Regions from separate parts of the Mus musculus genome. Here region 2 is linked to region 1. A link is a contact called in public HiChIP or PLAC-seq data. All regions are on one chromosome and are shown on one strand. Each heading gives the region's core, a stretch centred on a gene start, on an enhancer-like site or on the middle of the called end of the contact. The rest is flanking DNA. Distances are from core to core; before and after follow the strand shown.

Evidence for each region. HiChIP or PLAC-seq counts read pairs in DNA pulled down with a chosen protein or histone mark.
Region 2: a contact with region 1 is called in an H3K27ac HiChIP or PLAC-seq map of the NIH/3T3 cell line, with 4 times the contacts expected there. The contact joins the enhancer-like site here to the promoter of Fgf7 in region 1. A contact is called at or near these places in 16 of 39 promoter capture datasets (the 3T3-L1 cell line, 3T3-L1-derived adipocytes, the C10 cell line and 12 more), 10 of 484 Hi-C or Micro-C datasets (the 3T3-L1 cell line, 3T3-L1-derived adipocytes, the C2C12 cell line and 5 more), 3 of 115 datasets of contacts at active chromatin or transcription factors (the NIH/3T3 cell line, embryonic fibroblasts and heart atrium) and 1 of 9 other capture datasets (adipose tissue).

What each region holds. Positions count from the first base shown.
Region 1 is chr2:126,030,636-126,038,388 of GRCm38.p6, reverse strand. Fgf7 (fibroblast growth factor 7) reads right to left here and starts at 3,731. Exons shown (of 4, transcript NM_008008.4): 1 at 3,539-3,731; 2 at 2,389-2,944. The coding sequence starts at 2,674. All of the region lies in intron 11 of Fam227b (family with sequence similarity 227, member B), which reads left to right.
Region 2 is chr2:126,243,014-126,250,766 of GRCm38.p6, reverse strand. No RefSeq gene overlaps it. Among named protein-coding and RNA genes, the nearest start is that of Dtwd1, 95 kb to the right of the region's middle. Within about 2 kb of position 5,131, at least 6 of the 459 cell types and tissues checked have an H3K27ac peak or open chromatin away from gene starts, as enhancers often do. A contact at or near this core is called in the NIH/3T3 cell line and cancer-associated fibroblasts, where this site is marked.

The sequences.
Region 1 (7,753 bases), core at 2,482-4,981:
TGCTTGGTTACAGTGAACAAGTTCTTCTGAGCACACTATTTGGACCTGGATTCCCTGACTCAGTAGCTCCAGCCTCACATACGTCTATCTGCTTATGTTCATTCTTAAACTGAGCAAGTCTGTCTCAACTAACAGGCAACAATTATCAGATTTTTCTCCTAATACATTATTCTCCTTTATTCTTCTGACTCTTGGATTTTCTACACACAAAAGTCCCATCACATCTGTCTAACTTGGGAGAAACCTTATCTTGTCTTTTCAGTAGGATGGCAGGACAATGGTAACTATTTTATAGTTTATCTGAGAGATTCTCATGAGGTCTTACTCTCTCCTCGAGATTGAATTATGCCAAGAAAGTATATAAATTTAGACTATTAAAAGACTTGTAAGAAACATATTTGGTATTTGCATAAACAATGTCAAGTCTTTCTAAGTACAAGGCACTCTGATAGTTCAACACCATGATTTTGGGAAAGACTTTTGTCTTTCTTATTACTATAGAGTTTGCTTCATGAAAAAGGGGGTTTGCTAAACAGGCTTTAAGACTTCTCAGGTTTAGCACTATACCATGTTTCAAATTGTAAAGTGATTTTACCAGTTTGTAAATGTGTACAAATACCTGAAATTCATGAGCTCCAGGAATTTAACACAAAATAAAATTCACATATATTTACATGTTCCAATTGTAACTACTTTAATCTCAAATAATCATAGTACTCATTTTCACTGACTGTTCCCACCCATTTTTTTTTTACCTTTTTTTATGAGTTAGTGGAAAGCATCCAAAGGGATTAGTCATTAAATAAAAAGAAGTCTGCAATTGAGCTATGATAATAACCTTGTTATAAAATTTGCAACTAGCCCTGACTGCATGGTTAGTCTGGAGAGAGAGCAGGCACTTTTGCCTCACTGTTGGGGTGACAACTAGGTAATGAGTATTGAGGCTTTACATTGTGTGGTACGTTCCCTGCCTCAGAACCAATTAGACTGTGAGAAGGAGAAAGATTTTGAAAAATGCATCCATGTTTACCAGTTGAAGATTGGGAACACTAAAGTGCCCCAAAGTCATTAACAGACAGGGACGGGACACATGCTGTCACTGCCCCCATGATTCTGTTATCTACAATAAGGCTCGATGATTTTCAAATCAAATGAAAAGGCCACATAGAAGGGACGGTCAGCAAATCCTCCTCCAGTGGCCACTGCTGAGCTGGGTCCCATGGAATCAGTCCTCCAGAAGGCATGTTTCCTTGCTCAGTTTGTATGAGTTATGGCTGAAATGAAGGTCCCTCATTTTCATTTTGGAAAGAGTCACCAAACTCTTATTTTTTGGTCAGTGAGTTTAGAGCCAAAAAGATATTTCAGGAATAGATAGGAACTACTTGGGGTGGCCCTGTCACAGACACCCAGCTACACTATTGTCTCCATGTATCCTTCTCAAACTATACTGCCACACGTACTATCAAACATACAGTGTCAACGCCACCCATGTGTTATTAGTGCTAAGAAATCTATTTCCACGTGTGGGTTTTAAATACCTAAGGTAAATGTTGAGTGTGTGTTTTATGCCATTGCATTTAATACTACTGAGATTAGTTACTAACTGTAACCATCAAATGAAAACCCAAGCCCTGGCATTTTAAGGTAAAAAAACAACTGGGTCTAAGGAAAGTGGGGTGCTCCAGGTGAAGGTCCCCGACCCAACCTGCCTTCCAACTCAGCTCTGCTTCCTCAAGGTTATGTTCCTCTTAAATTAGCAAGAGACTTAACATGACAGACTCTTGATAAAGAAACTGCTAAAAAAGGTCTGTTACCTGTGGGTGGGGAGTTAAGGAATCTAAAACAAACTCATTAGACTTTTAAAGATGTTCCAGGGCATCACCGACTCCCTTCTGTTTTAGAAGCACACAGTTTTTGGTGCTCAGGAAGTAGATTCTTAACCGGTTAGTACCATGGCAGAGTCCTTTCAAAAGCAACACCACTAATAAAGACAGATACATCCTCTGCTCCTTAAACTCCTGGCTGGTAGTTTGGTGAACACCTACTGAGAGCTCTATGCACACCGCTGCTGAGCTTTGCTAGGGAAACAATCACACATGAGCATGCGTGCTCACTGACATGGTTTCTTACTAACCAGTAGTTTGGATTTAAGCCACAGAGTATTTTCCAACTATATCAGTTCCAACCATAAGGTGAGGACACTTGCCCTATTACCAGAGATATTTTAGGGAGTTAGTGCAGAAATCCCAAGGTAGAAAAATTAGGACTTGATATATGACACTGATTTTTTTTTTTTGCCCCCATAGGAAAGGAGAACACAGCACTGGAAAGTGAACCTTAGACAAACCTTAAAGAGCTAAGCAGGGCTGTGATAAAGGCATCACTTACTGTAGCTGTTCTTCATCTCCTGGGTCCCTTTCACTTTGCCTCGTTTGTCAATCCTCAGGTACCACTGGGTGCGACAGAACAGTCTTCTCACCCTTATATCCCCTCCTTCCATGTAGTCATAACTTCTGGTGTGTCGCTCGGGGCTGGAACAGTTCACACTCGTAGCCGTTTGCTCCGGACTCATGTCATTGCAAGCTAGAGATATAGTGCCCACTAGACAGACGAGGTGGAAGCATGATCTGTAGAGCAGAGTTGGCAGGATCCGTGTCAGTATCCATTTGCGCATTATAGTGTAGTGCCCCGGGTGTTCATGAATAACATAATGAGAATTGAATCTTGCGTTGATTGCTACTCCTAGGTCATGGGCCTCCTCCTATTTGTGAACTGGAGATTGATGAGAGAAAAAGTCGTCGCTCTTTCCAAACTGTTAACCTTATCTTTTAGCTTCTGATACCAATAACACGATTCCTCCTTCAGGAACACAGCTGATAGGTATATCCTTATAGAAACAGGTCGTGACAAGGCCAGTTGCTGCAGTGCGGTTGCTCCTTGACTTCTGCTCGAAGAGAGAGATTAGGAATGGGGAGGGGGAGAGGAGAGGGAGATAAAAAAAATTGTATGTATAAATTTCAGTAGTTAGATAGTCTAACATGTCAGTGTAGTTAAATGTTGAAAGCACGTTTAAAACAGCTCCCACAGAGGACGTGAGCATCTCTGCCACTCTGCACATAGATTCAGAAGCGCTATGCGTTAGTGAGGAGACACCACAAGAAAACCACACCATTCATTCCAGTTGCTATCTTGTCAGGAAACACTGTGTACTCACAGCTATTGAGTTAAATCAAGTTTTACAGCCTCTATCGACAAAGTTGAAGTTGAATTCCCTGGAATTCATTAGTCTATGCTTTTACATTTGTGCTTTATAATTATTTTCCCTTAAACTACCCAGATTTTTCAAGTTAAGTGTCAGGATTGCCCTGGAGAACCTCAAGAGTCTCCTTCCATCCGTCCGTACTACAGCACAATTTCTGTAGATATTTTCACAGCTCAAAAGTCTTTCCCCCCTGACCCCACCCCAGGACAATAACCACAGAAAGAGAAAATCTTTCAGAAAAGAGCATTGTTTTAAAGACAAATAACAGTAACTTACTTGTTCTGTTTGGAACAGCTGGGTACACAAGAGTTCCGTGTCTGCTGTCTGCCTCGTGCAACTTGAGCCTCTCTACTGTAGCTACAAACTATTTCTCAGCTGAGAAATCCCCCAGCAGAATCATAATTGTTTCCATAAATCAACAGGCAAAAGGATTTTCTCCGTGTGTGAGCGCGTGCGCTTGTGTGAGTGCGTGGAGCCTTTTATTCAGAGATTTTCAATAAATACCTTTGCTGACCTCATTGGAAGCAATTAAAACTTAACCAGTGAGCTGTTCGTTGTCTAAAACAGCAGAATTAGGAGGCTTGTACACTGTTGAGTGGTCGTAAGGGGGAGCTGTGGACACGGCTTCGGCTTAAATCCACAAGTGGGCATTCACGCTGTGGAAACAGACCTCTGATTCCCAAGCCGTTACAAAGAGAAAGGAAAATGTTAGACCTTTTAAACACAGAAGCTGTACAGTCTGTGAAAAACATATGTCCCTACAACATATATAAGGGCTTCTTAAATGTTAGATGATCTTTACAATACATTGGCACGGAGGAGGTTGGTAAGTGAGGGTATGTTTTTAGTCCTTCAAATTCAGAGCACTAGAGCAACCCAAGGCTCAGGGCCTGAAAGCAGGTATCCCTAGGCAAGGACACATCTTTTCACAGATCTTGCACAATTGGGTGTGAGTCTTTAGGCTGAGAAGACCTAGTTTCTTACCGGACTGGGATTCTAACAAACAGTGTGGCCTTGGCTCCATCCCTTACTTCCCCATGGCTCAGCTGCTGCTTCAGGTATCAAATCAATGGCCACGTCTAATCAGGCTAGGGTGTGCTGCCGTTTTAACATCCTGTCTTGTGATTTATTTCAAAGGATGACACACAGAAGCAAAGGACACATAATTTGCAAAACTATCATTCTTTTAGAAAAATGGTTTCACCTTAGTATTTGACTTGTGCCTTCCTGAGAGCAATAGCATAAAAAATAACTGATAATTCCAGGAATAATAAGGCCAATAGCTAATGGATACAAGAGAGTCCTTTTGCTTTCCAGCCTGAGCTTGTGCCTATCCTGTACTGAGCAAGACTGTGACTGTCTGTATCTTACACTTAGTATGGAGCCATCGTATCACCACCCTAAATGAATATTTAAGAATACATACATTAAAATTCTCTTTTCCTTGTACCTGCAAAACACACACACACACACAGAGAGAGAGAGAGAGAGACACACACACAACTTCGCACTTAACATACACTACCACCAGGTGGTGCAGGTAGACCAAATAGAGACAGAGACCCAAAATTGAATCATTTGGATGTGATTGTTCTTCCCTTTCCCATTGTGCTTACAGAGGGCAGAGTCAACAGCACCCCATATTTCAAACATACACAGTTGTCTTCGATTCATGAAATATTAAAGCACTAGGCTTTCAAAGCAGAGGAGGGTGTGCTGTTCTATAACTGTATCTATTTAAAGCCAGAGAGTTCAGAACATCCCATGATTTTTCTCCCAGGGAGGAATAGGAAAGGACAGAAGGTATGATGATGTTCTTAGTGATATCCCACCATCCGGGGGCGGGGACATTAGTAATGAGCAGATTCAGAATTCTTACGAGTTGACGTTCCATAGAGAAATGGAGGTTATGCAGTCAGTTCTCAGTGCACACTACAGAATGCCCAGTCTCTTTACAATGTGCAGGGGAGGGAGTGTTCGCAATGTTGGAGCCAAGGTATAAAATGACTCTCTGAGGAATGTCACTGAGCAGGTTACAGTCAGGCAGGAAATTGTATCAGTTTAAATTCCTTTCGAAGTTATTGATTACTTTCCAGTGATGGGACCAAGACGGGGTGGGGAATTTCATTCCTGTCCTTGAGACCCTTACTTGTTAGCAATGGTTCTCATTAGGCTAGCGGTTCAGCTATCTGTAGGACAGCTGCTCTCTTTGTCCTTGTGAGTTACCCAGTGGCAGACATCCTCTGTCCTTACTGTAAAGCACATACAGAAGAGAGCAGCAGAGTTCCCTGCTCTGTGCTCTTTCCAGATAACGGTAGCTTCATCCTTAGTTGAAAATATCTCCACCTTGTGCATTGTAAATCCATAAGAAAAGGATCTACATCTATTGACTTTTAAAGATTAATGTTGTCACCTGAAAAGCTTCAAATAGAAGCGTATCTCAAAAAGAAGAAGTGTGTCGCCCTTGCCCCTCGTGTTTGGGAATTTGTATTTCAAATACAAAAATAAAGATATTTAAAATAAATTTGCATTGAAAATCATTGAAAAACTCATAGAACTTCTTTGATGCAGTCAGTTGCTATATGAACTTCCTAGCTTTTCCTAACCAGTCTTCATCACAGCCTTCATTCTGTGGAGAGACAAATGATAGAAACTTTGACTTATGGAATTTTATATTTCAGTTTACATTTTTACCATGCTTAAACACAAAAGCTATACACATATATACAGGAGAATTTTATACCCTGTTCTTTTACATACAAAGAAGTATTATCACACACACGAGAGAGAGAGAGAGAGAGAGAGAGAGAGAGAGAGAGAGAGAGTTATACATGTTGCTTTTTATTTAGTAAAAATACAAAATCTCCTATCTCAGCATTTAGAAAGCTCACTCACTCTCTACACTGCATGCTATTCCATTGAATGGGTATATCTCAATGTGCATAGCCAACCTCTATGAACATTTCATTTTTACCCATATATTTTACTGTGGAACTATTATAATGAATGCAGTTATAAATATGTCATTTTATGGTATACAAATATAGCTGTAGGGCTATTTTCCAAAAGCTGTCTAGACATCTGTCTTCTGGTTCCAGGTAGGATAGACACTCTTGAAATTGGGACAAGGTTGAATTCTACTTATAAAAATGACTATGTATATGTTGTGCCTTACATCTGACATTGTTCCAAACTATTCCATCCACATTTCTACAACTAACCCCACACTAGATTTGTCTTCATCATTTCCTGTGTGGTTTCAATATATAAATTCAGTCTTGACTCTGGATCATACTGTGCAACCAGTCTTACTTATCATCTTGATTCATCCATTGAACAAATATTTATTCAATAACTCTGTGCTGCCAGATGCTAGGTTAGCCCTCTGAAGACACAATGGTGAGTATCTTGGAAGTGATCCCTGCCTTTGCAAAGCGTGCATTCCAGTGAGAGCACAGTATAAACAGGGATCTGGGGATGGTAAGGGGCGGGGAAGCCAAGAGCTTAAATTCCAAGAACGGAAAGAAGGCCCAGGCTAATGATCACAAGCAAGAGGCTAAGCAAAGAGAGAGGCCTGAAGCTTGGCAGATACAACTTGACATTAGGAACTGTGTATACTACAGAAGAAACTTAGGTTCATTTAAAAAGAATAGGACACAGGAAGACAGACCTGTCTTTCCAAACAAGACGGACCTGGTTAAAGATAGTAAACTCGGGAGGAAAACCAGGATGGAGCAATCCCTGAGGTCCTTAATCCTATAAACAGCTCGTTTGCCTTTGGCACAATGCTGTAACATCTAAACACTAACTGCACAGAAGATGTAAAGTGTGAGTCATATGTTCAGCATTGCGGTGTGCCTGTGACTCAACTTGTAAATATCTCAGTATACAAATGCCATTTGAGCCTTTCTATCCCTGAGTCTGTAACAAAATGGCTTCGTTTAATTTTGTAAAAACTCAGAAAAAACAAACAAACAAAAACCAACCAACCAAACAAACAAACAAAAAAACTCTCTGAAATACTAATCTAAATTTAAAATCTTCAAACTATGTTATGAATTTACCGAATTGTAGTCTGACGATCATAGCAAACAGCAGAAAGGATAAAAGTGATTGGAATGGGGTCACAGGAAGGCTTTGGAAAGAGCCATTATGTACGCCAGGAGCTGAGCAGTAAGAAGAAATCAGAAGGCAGAGGGTTCTAGATAAAGGTTTCAAAGGAAACCACATTCTGAGGTGAACGTGAGTTTATTGTGTCTGGGGATGGAAATACAATGGATCACAGAGCGTAAGAAGGAAGTTCCGTGGTGAAAGCAACATGTTTTTGAGATTTGTCCCTAGCTGTTAAAGCTTCTGTGTGTGTGTGTGTGTGTGTGTGTGTGTGTGTGTGTGTGTGTGTGTTAGACACCATTCTGAAACCCCCACGAGACGTACCTTTTGGTCATCTGGAGAATGACTAAAATGTAAGCCACCCACTGCTATGACTATGAT
Region 2 (7,753 bases), core at 3,882-6,381, 210 kb before region 1:
TTTTTATAAGAAAAAATGGAGGGTCACTGAAGTGACTGTGAAATTTGTTGTGAAAATTTAGAGTGGATGGAAGTATCAGAAAAAACATATAGCCTAGAGAAGTAGCAGAACAAAGCCAGAGTAGTAAGGAGAATTAAGGGTAAGGGTTGAGAAGGCAAGAGATTGAGTTGAGAAGGCAACAATCAATCAGTTGTTCCATGGGTAGTACAATGTAAGGGTAGTAACATCAATTTTGTACAGCAATTAATTAATCTAGATAGACATTATGTTTTCCTCACTATCATGTAACTTTCCCCAAAGTTCAGCAGCCATTTGTCTTTGGCAAAAGGGTTCATCTGTAGCTGGAAGGTCCCATGTCTGTCTTCTGTGGTTCAGCACTTGTCTTGGGAGTCCTCAGTCAGAGGAGATTTTTGGAGGAAGGCAGCTTTTGTCTGTAGGTCACCTCAGCTCAACTGAAGACCAGCCTGCAATTCCCCACAGACCACACTGGAGCTAAGTTGGTAAGAATAAGGGATTTAAGGAGAAAGACTGTGATACATTCATGTCAACTGACAATTTTAGATGTGACTCTTTGTGAAAATGATGATTTTTCTTAACCATATAGTGTACAATTACAGAAATTTTAGAGTTGTGAGAAAGAAAAAAAAAACTTTTCATGAACCTGCTATTAGGAGACACTGGAATTTGTTTTTCTGTCACTTGAGTGTTTATATTTTGACCTTTACTAATATCTCACAGATACTTTCAAGCAAGCCCCTGAACAAAATATGATTATTTTGTCTTTGAACAAGAGAAGCTTTGCCTTGGGGTTCCAGATGAGATGCGTGATAAGCCTTTCTTCTCTAAGACGAAAACAAAGTGAAGCCGATGGATGATGCTTACTAACCCTGCCCACTGCGTGCTAGGCGCGTTGCATGCACTGTGAGATTCAAAGTAGTTTTTATATGGAGACTATTACGTTCCCACTTAACAAAGACAAAAAAGAAGCAGGGAGAAATTTAATAAGTTGCTTAAAATGGAGCAGCTAGTAGAAGTAGGGAAAACTGAGAGCCACATCCAGAGAGTTTGGGTACAGAGTTCATAACAAGCCAAGTCTCCTGGGAGGACCCGAGACTGTCAGACTGTCCTTGGGTTTAGGTTGAGCCTATATGTGTTGGGGGCTTGTGGTGAGGGTGGTGGTGACGACAGCATAGAAAGCATCTCCTTGTCTGTTGCCATCACAGTTCCCCCAGCAACTCAGCAGATGCCCTTATACCTCCATTTTTCTGACCTCAGAATATGAGGTAACCTGACCTGTACTTCAAGGGTCAGACGAGAGTGTTCCCAATGGTTGATGAAAGAATCATTTCATTGCACATTTAGTACTTAAGTCATCATTATAGACTAGACTAACTGCTTCACACCTGTGGACAGTGTATTCTGTGAGGAAGGTTGAATTATGATTTCCATGTTAGTCACTTTTCTCATTTATCAGACAAAAAAAAAAAAACCCTCCAAAACAACAAACAAACAACAAGAAAGGAAGGGTATCTTTTAGTTCACTACAGGGAGGACAGCAGCCAGACCCTGAAGCAGCTGGTCACACTTGCTGTTATCCACAGACTAGCGGCAGAGGCAGATAGACAACGCTGGAGTTCAGCTCACGTTCTTCATTCCAGGGCACCAGATGTGGGACTGCATTGTCCGCATTCAGTTGGGCTTAATGAAGCCAAGGGACTCTTCCAGGTCACAGAGACAGAAGTGTCACACACTCTGTCGCTCTGAGGACTCTCAACCCCATTTCGTTCTCACTTGTCATTTCTCGACACATAGAGACTTTCTTATTTCTTATTGTCATTGAGTGGAATATGACAATATTGACAGCAGCTAGGATTGCAGATCACACACAATCTTCTAGATACAAACATAGCCAATCAGACAACCTTCTATCTTCTATAAGGGCATCTTTTCACTCAGCATGCCAAGTATGGCTTGAAGCTTATTGCCAACTCCTGACTCCGCCCATTCGGTGTTCAAGAATGGTCCACAACCCCAGAAGCAATGCTCTAAATGGCTTGTTTTTGCATTGCCCAATGTGACCCTAGAGGAAACTTGGATGGTTACCAGTTTATAAAAACAAGGAAATGAGAACCATGTTTAATAGAAAAGAAAACTGCTGGTGACTGGAGCCAGGGGTTAGCCTTTTGCAATATGAAGGGAGATGGAAGATGGGTGAGGAATGGGTTTGGGGAAAAGTGAGCCAGTGCAAGGGGAACTTCACTCTAGGGGACTGACCTCGAACCAGACTCTAGGCACTTGAAAAACTAATACGGTGGTTCTCAACCTGTGGGTCACGACCCCTCAGGGAGACAAACCACTCATTGACAGGCTTGCCTAAGACCTTCGGAAAACACAGATGTTTACAGCAGGATTCAGAACAGTTGAAAAATTGCAGTTATAAAGTAGCAATGGAAATAATTTCATGGTGGGGGGGGGGGTTCATCACAACGTGAAGAACTATATTAAAGGATCACAACAATAGGAAGGCTGAGAGCCACCTCTCTAGTAACTCCATAAATACTTTTTTTAAAATTAAGAGTAAAACTACTTTTGAATTAAGTTTTCTTCCATTTCTGTTCGTTGTTGGCTGATGAGCAGTCACCATTAGGAGCTGTGGCTGTTAAGATGAAATACTAGTTAGGATGAATCTATGGGACCTGAGTGCTATTGTATACGTTTCTGGGACTCGGACTCCTCTGGCCTTAGAGAGCACTCAGTCTGGTGTCCTCCTTACGTTGTGGGCACAGAGTCTTAATGAGGCCTTTGGATTTCACCTCTGTTCCAGACCCCACTGAAGGACGGGGTCTGCATGATAATGGTAATTATGCACCATGAATGGGAATCATTAGAATAGTGTTGTCCAAAGTGAGAGCATAGAACACCCCAAGTGAAGAGAGCTGGTGAGCTGGTGTCAGAAAATGTACTCTTCGTTCACGGATCTGGCACTGAGGATGCAGAGGTAAACTGTACACAGAAAGAAGAGAGTAAACCAAAAACTGAAAATATGAAACTCCTACGTTCCCTCTTCCTAAGTTCCCTAACTTAAATGAAGGAATGAGTGTTGGGTGTGGATAAAGGGAGAAGCAAAACAAAACACAATTTGCTTCAGGTTTTGTGTCTGCGTCAGTTCTCTCTCCTGCCAAGGGACAAGTGTTTGGGGAAAGAAGCATGCATTTTCTGGGAAATGAAATCAATGCTCTAAATTTTTGACTAAGCTGAGATGGGGAGAAAAATCAGCAAAGCAAAAAAAATTGCACAATATCATCTGGAAATCCCTCTGCATTCACTCTTCTCATGCTCAGAGAGAGACCTTTATGTGGGGAAGACAGGCTCACCTTGGCATCCTGTGCACAGGCTTGACAAGAGTCCTTGCAGTCTTTCAGATACAAAAGGATGCTCTCATCATTTCTGTTCTGCAAGTGAGTCTTTAGGAGATGAGGCCAACAGTCACTTAAGGATAGCCCTACCACTACGATACCGATCTCTTTCTTGACATGCTGTTCCACCTACATCATGGCTCAGATATTCCCCTGAGTGCTCTAGCTTCACTCTGATGCTGAAATGAAACATTGTGACTAAAGGGAACATGGCGAGGAAAGGGTTGGTTTGACTCACACTTCTGGGTCACAGTCCATCGTTGAGTGAAATCAAGGCAGGAACCTGGAAGTAGAAGCCATGGAAGGATGCTGTTTATTGGTTCATTTTCTTACACAGCCCAGGACCACCAGCCAAGGGATAATGCTGCCTAAAGTGGGATGGGCCTTGATTCATCAGCTAATAATCAAAACAGTTCATCACAAGCCTAAATTTGATCTTAGTTGAGGCTTTACTCTCAAATGACACTAAGCTGTGTCAAGTTGAAAGCTAACTAGGACAATTGGTAAGGTGTCTACGACTGGAAAACAAGACAATTCATTACTAGAAGAGGCATGAAAGCTTATGAAATAGGACTATTGAAAGAATCCTGAGCTGACTGTGAAAGTACCAGCAATTCTTCCTCATGGCCACACTTATGTCCAACATTTAGTCTGTGAACACACTGAGAGAGATCAAATGTTTCTGGGCTGTAAGCCACAATCCCACTTTATTTGTCAGGACACATGCCATCAAGATGAACATGTGCCATCAGGATGGACAAGGATGCTGACTTTCCGTAGCAGTCCGAGGCTGGATCCTCCCTGAGGTTTTTGTTTTGTTGGTTTTTGTTTGTTTGTTTGTTGGTTGGTTGGTAAGCTGTAGACTTCCCATTCATTGCCTACTGTTCAGTGTTGAAGTTTGGTGGCTATTTCTTCTGCCTTTGCCCCTCTTCTTGAACATGTCTAGAAACAAGAACTTATGGGTTCCAACAATCTGTTTCTTTCATGTTCATTAGTAGGATACCTACTTGGAGTTTGGAGTCTTTAGGCATTCAAATATTGGCTTGATGTGTGTGTGTGTGTGTGTGTGTGTGTGTGTGTGTGTGATGTCAGTAAGATGACAGACTTGTAATGGTTAGTTACTTCTTGGTCTCCTTGGAATGCTGACTTAATGATACATGAGTGAAGGTGCTTTTATGGGAATTCTAGAATCCGAAGATTTGTAGTACCCCGAGCAAACATGGGTATGAGAACAGCTACACTGAAATGGTTTAAGTGGTTTATGCACCACCTAAACCAGCACAGATCAGCATTGGAAAGCAATGTCTTAGCAAAATCAGGTCAACGTTTTGACTTTCTCAGAGGACTTCTGGGAGACTGATTTAGTTGTGCATCACTCAAGTGCTGAAGAACAGACACATGTATGTACGGGGGTTCATAGAATAAAAACATAGTAGGGGTGATACATGGTTCAGCATGGTGGTGACATGTATAACCCAACGCTTCTCCATCAGGAGGGAGGGAAAGGGTCAGAGTGTAGGCCTGTCATTCCGACTTTTTGGAGGCTCACACAAAGGGCTTGTATCTCTCTCACCTGACATTAGGCAGTGATAGTAAACTGACTTAAATCAGAAGCATGGTTATCACTGAGAACAAGGGAGAGCAAGACAGTTTGTTAATCCATGATGAAAATCCTTGCAAAACCTCGGGAGACACAAGGGGGAGCAAGAGATTGTGAATTCCTGAAAAAGAAACTGATCAACTTGAAAAATCAGCTTGACAACTGAGACTTTTGCATGCTCCTAAATACAAGCTTTGGGAAAATAACCTCTTAGCCAGTCTCATGGATAAGAGTCATATCCTGCAGGAAACCAGTAGGCAAAGTCTTGAGTAACTATTTTATCAGATATACAGAATCTAAGAAAAGATAGTTTTTACAAACAGAAACAGACATGGTAACTTGGCCCAAAGAGAAACACATTAAATTCCCAGAAGCCAACCCCAAAGAAACAGATGTATATAATTATTTGACAAAGGGTTCACAAGGAATACATATATATATATATATATACATTCTTTTTTTTTTTTTTTTGATGGCTTGGAATTTTATTTTATTTTATTTTTTCACCGCAACACCCCAGGACTTTATTTTATTATTTTTTTCTTTCCATTTTTTATTAGGGATTTAGCTCATTTACATTTCCAATGCTATACCAAAAGTCCCCCATACCCACCCACCCCCACTCCCCTACCCGCCCACTCCCCCTTTTTGGCCCTGGCGTTCCCCTGTTCTGGGGCATATAAAGTTTGTGTGTCCAATGGGCCTCTCTTTCCAGTGATGGCCGACTAGGCCATCTTTTGATACATATGCAGCTAGAGTCAAGAGCTCTGGGGTACTGGTTAGTTCATAATGTTGATCCACCTATAGGGTTGCAGATCCCTTTAGCTCCTTGGGTACTTTCTCTAGCTCCTCCATTGGGAGACCTGTAATCCATCCATTAGCTGACTGTGGGCATCCACTTCTGTGTTTGCTAGGCCCCGGCATAGTCTCACAAGAGACAGCTACATCTGGGTCCTTTCGATAAAATCTTGCTAGTGTATGCAATGGTGTCAGCGTTTGGATGCTGATTATGGGGTGGATCCCTGGATAAGGCAGTCTCTACATGGTCCATCCTTTCATCTTAGCTCCAAACTTTGTCTCTGTAACTCCTTCCAAGGGTGTTTTGTTCCCACTTCTAAGGAGGGGCATAGTGTCCACACTTCAGTCTTCATTTTTCTTCAGTTTCATGTGTTTAGGAAATTGTATCTTATATCTTGGGTATCCTAGGTTTTGGGCTAATATCCACTTATCAGTGAGTACATATTGTGTGAGTTCCTTTGTGAATGTGTTACCTCACTCAGGATGATGCCCTCCAGGTCCATCCATTTGGCTAGGAATTTCATAAATTCGTTCTTTTTAATAGCTGAGTAGTACTCCATTGTGTAGATGTACCACATTTTCTGTATCCATTCCTCTGTTGAGGGGCATCTGGGTTCTTTCCAGCTTCTGGCTATTATAAATAAGGCTGCTATGAACATAGTGGAGCATGTGTCCTTCTTACCAGTTGGGGCATCTTCTGGATATATGCCCAGGAGAGGTATTGCTGGATCCTCCGGTAGTACTATGTCCAATTTTCTGAGGAACCGCCAGACGGATTTCCAGAGTGGTTGTACAAGCCTGCAATCCCACCAACAATGGAGGAGTGTTCCTCTTTCTCCACATCCTCGCCAGCATCTGCTGTCACCTGAATTTTTGATCTTAGACATTCTCACTGGTGTGAGGTGGAATCTCAGGGTTGTTTTGATTTGCATTTCCCTGATGATTAAGGATGTTGAACATTTTTTCAGGTGCTTCTCTGCCATTCGGTATTCCTCAGGTGAGAATTCTTTGTTCAGTTCTGAGCCCCATTTTTTAATGGGGTTGTTTGATTTTCTGAAGTCCACCTTCTTGAGTTCTTTATATATGTTGGATATTAGTCCCCTATCTGATTTAGGATAGGTAAAGATCCTTTCCCAATCTGTTGGTGGTCTCTTTGTCTTATTGACGGTGTCTTTTGCCTTGCAGAAACTTTGGAGTTTCATTAGGTCCCATTTGTCAATTCTCGATCTTACAGCACAAGCCATTGCTGTTCTGTTCAGGAATTTTTTCCCTGTGCCCATATCTTCAAGGCTTTTCCCCACTTTCTCCTCTATAAGTTTCAGTGTCTCTGGTTTTATGTGAAGTTCTTTGATCCATTTAGATTTGACCTTAGTACAAGGAGATAAGTATGGATCGATTCCCATTCTTCTACATGATAACAACCAGTTGTGCCAGCACCATTTGTTGAAAATGCTGTCTTTCTTCCACTGGATGGTTTTAGCTCCCTTGTCGAAGATCAAGTGCCCATAGGTGTGTGGGTTCATTTCTGGGTCTTCAATTCTATTCCATTGGTCTACTTGTCTGTCTCTATACCAGTACCATGCAGTTTTTACCACAATTGCTCTGTAGTAAAGCTTTAGGTCAGGCATGGTGATTCCACCAGAGGTTCTTTTATCCTTGAGAAGAGTTTTTGCTATCCTAGGTTTTTTGTTATTCCAGATGAATTTGCAAATTGCTCCTTTTAATTCGTTGAAGAATTGAGTTGGAATTTTGATGGGGATTGCATTGAATCTGTAGATTGCTTTTGGCAAGATAGCCATTTTTACAATGTTGATTCTGCCAATCCATGAGCATGGGAGATCTTTCCATCTTCTGAGATCTTCTTTAATTTCTTTCTTCAGAGACTTGAAGTTTTTATCATACATATCTTTCACTTTCTTAGTTAGAGTCACGCCGAGAT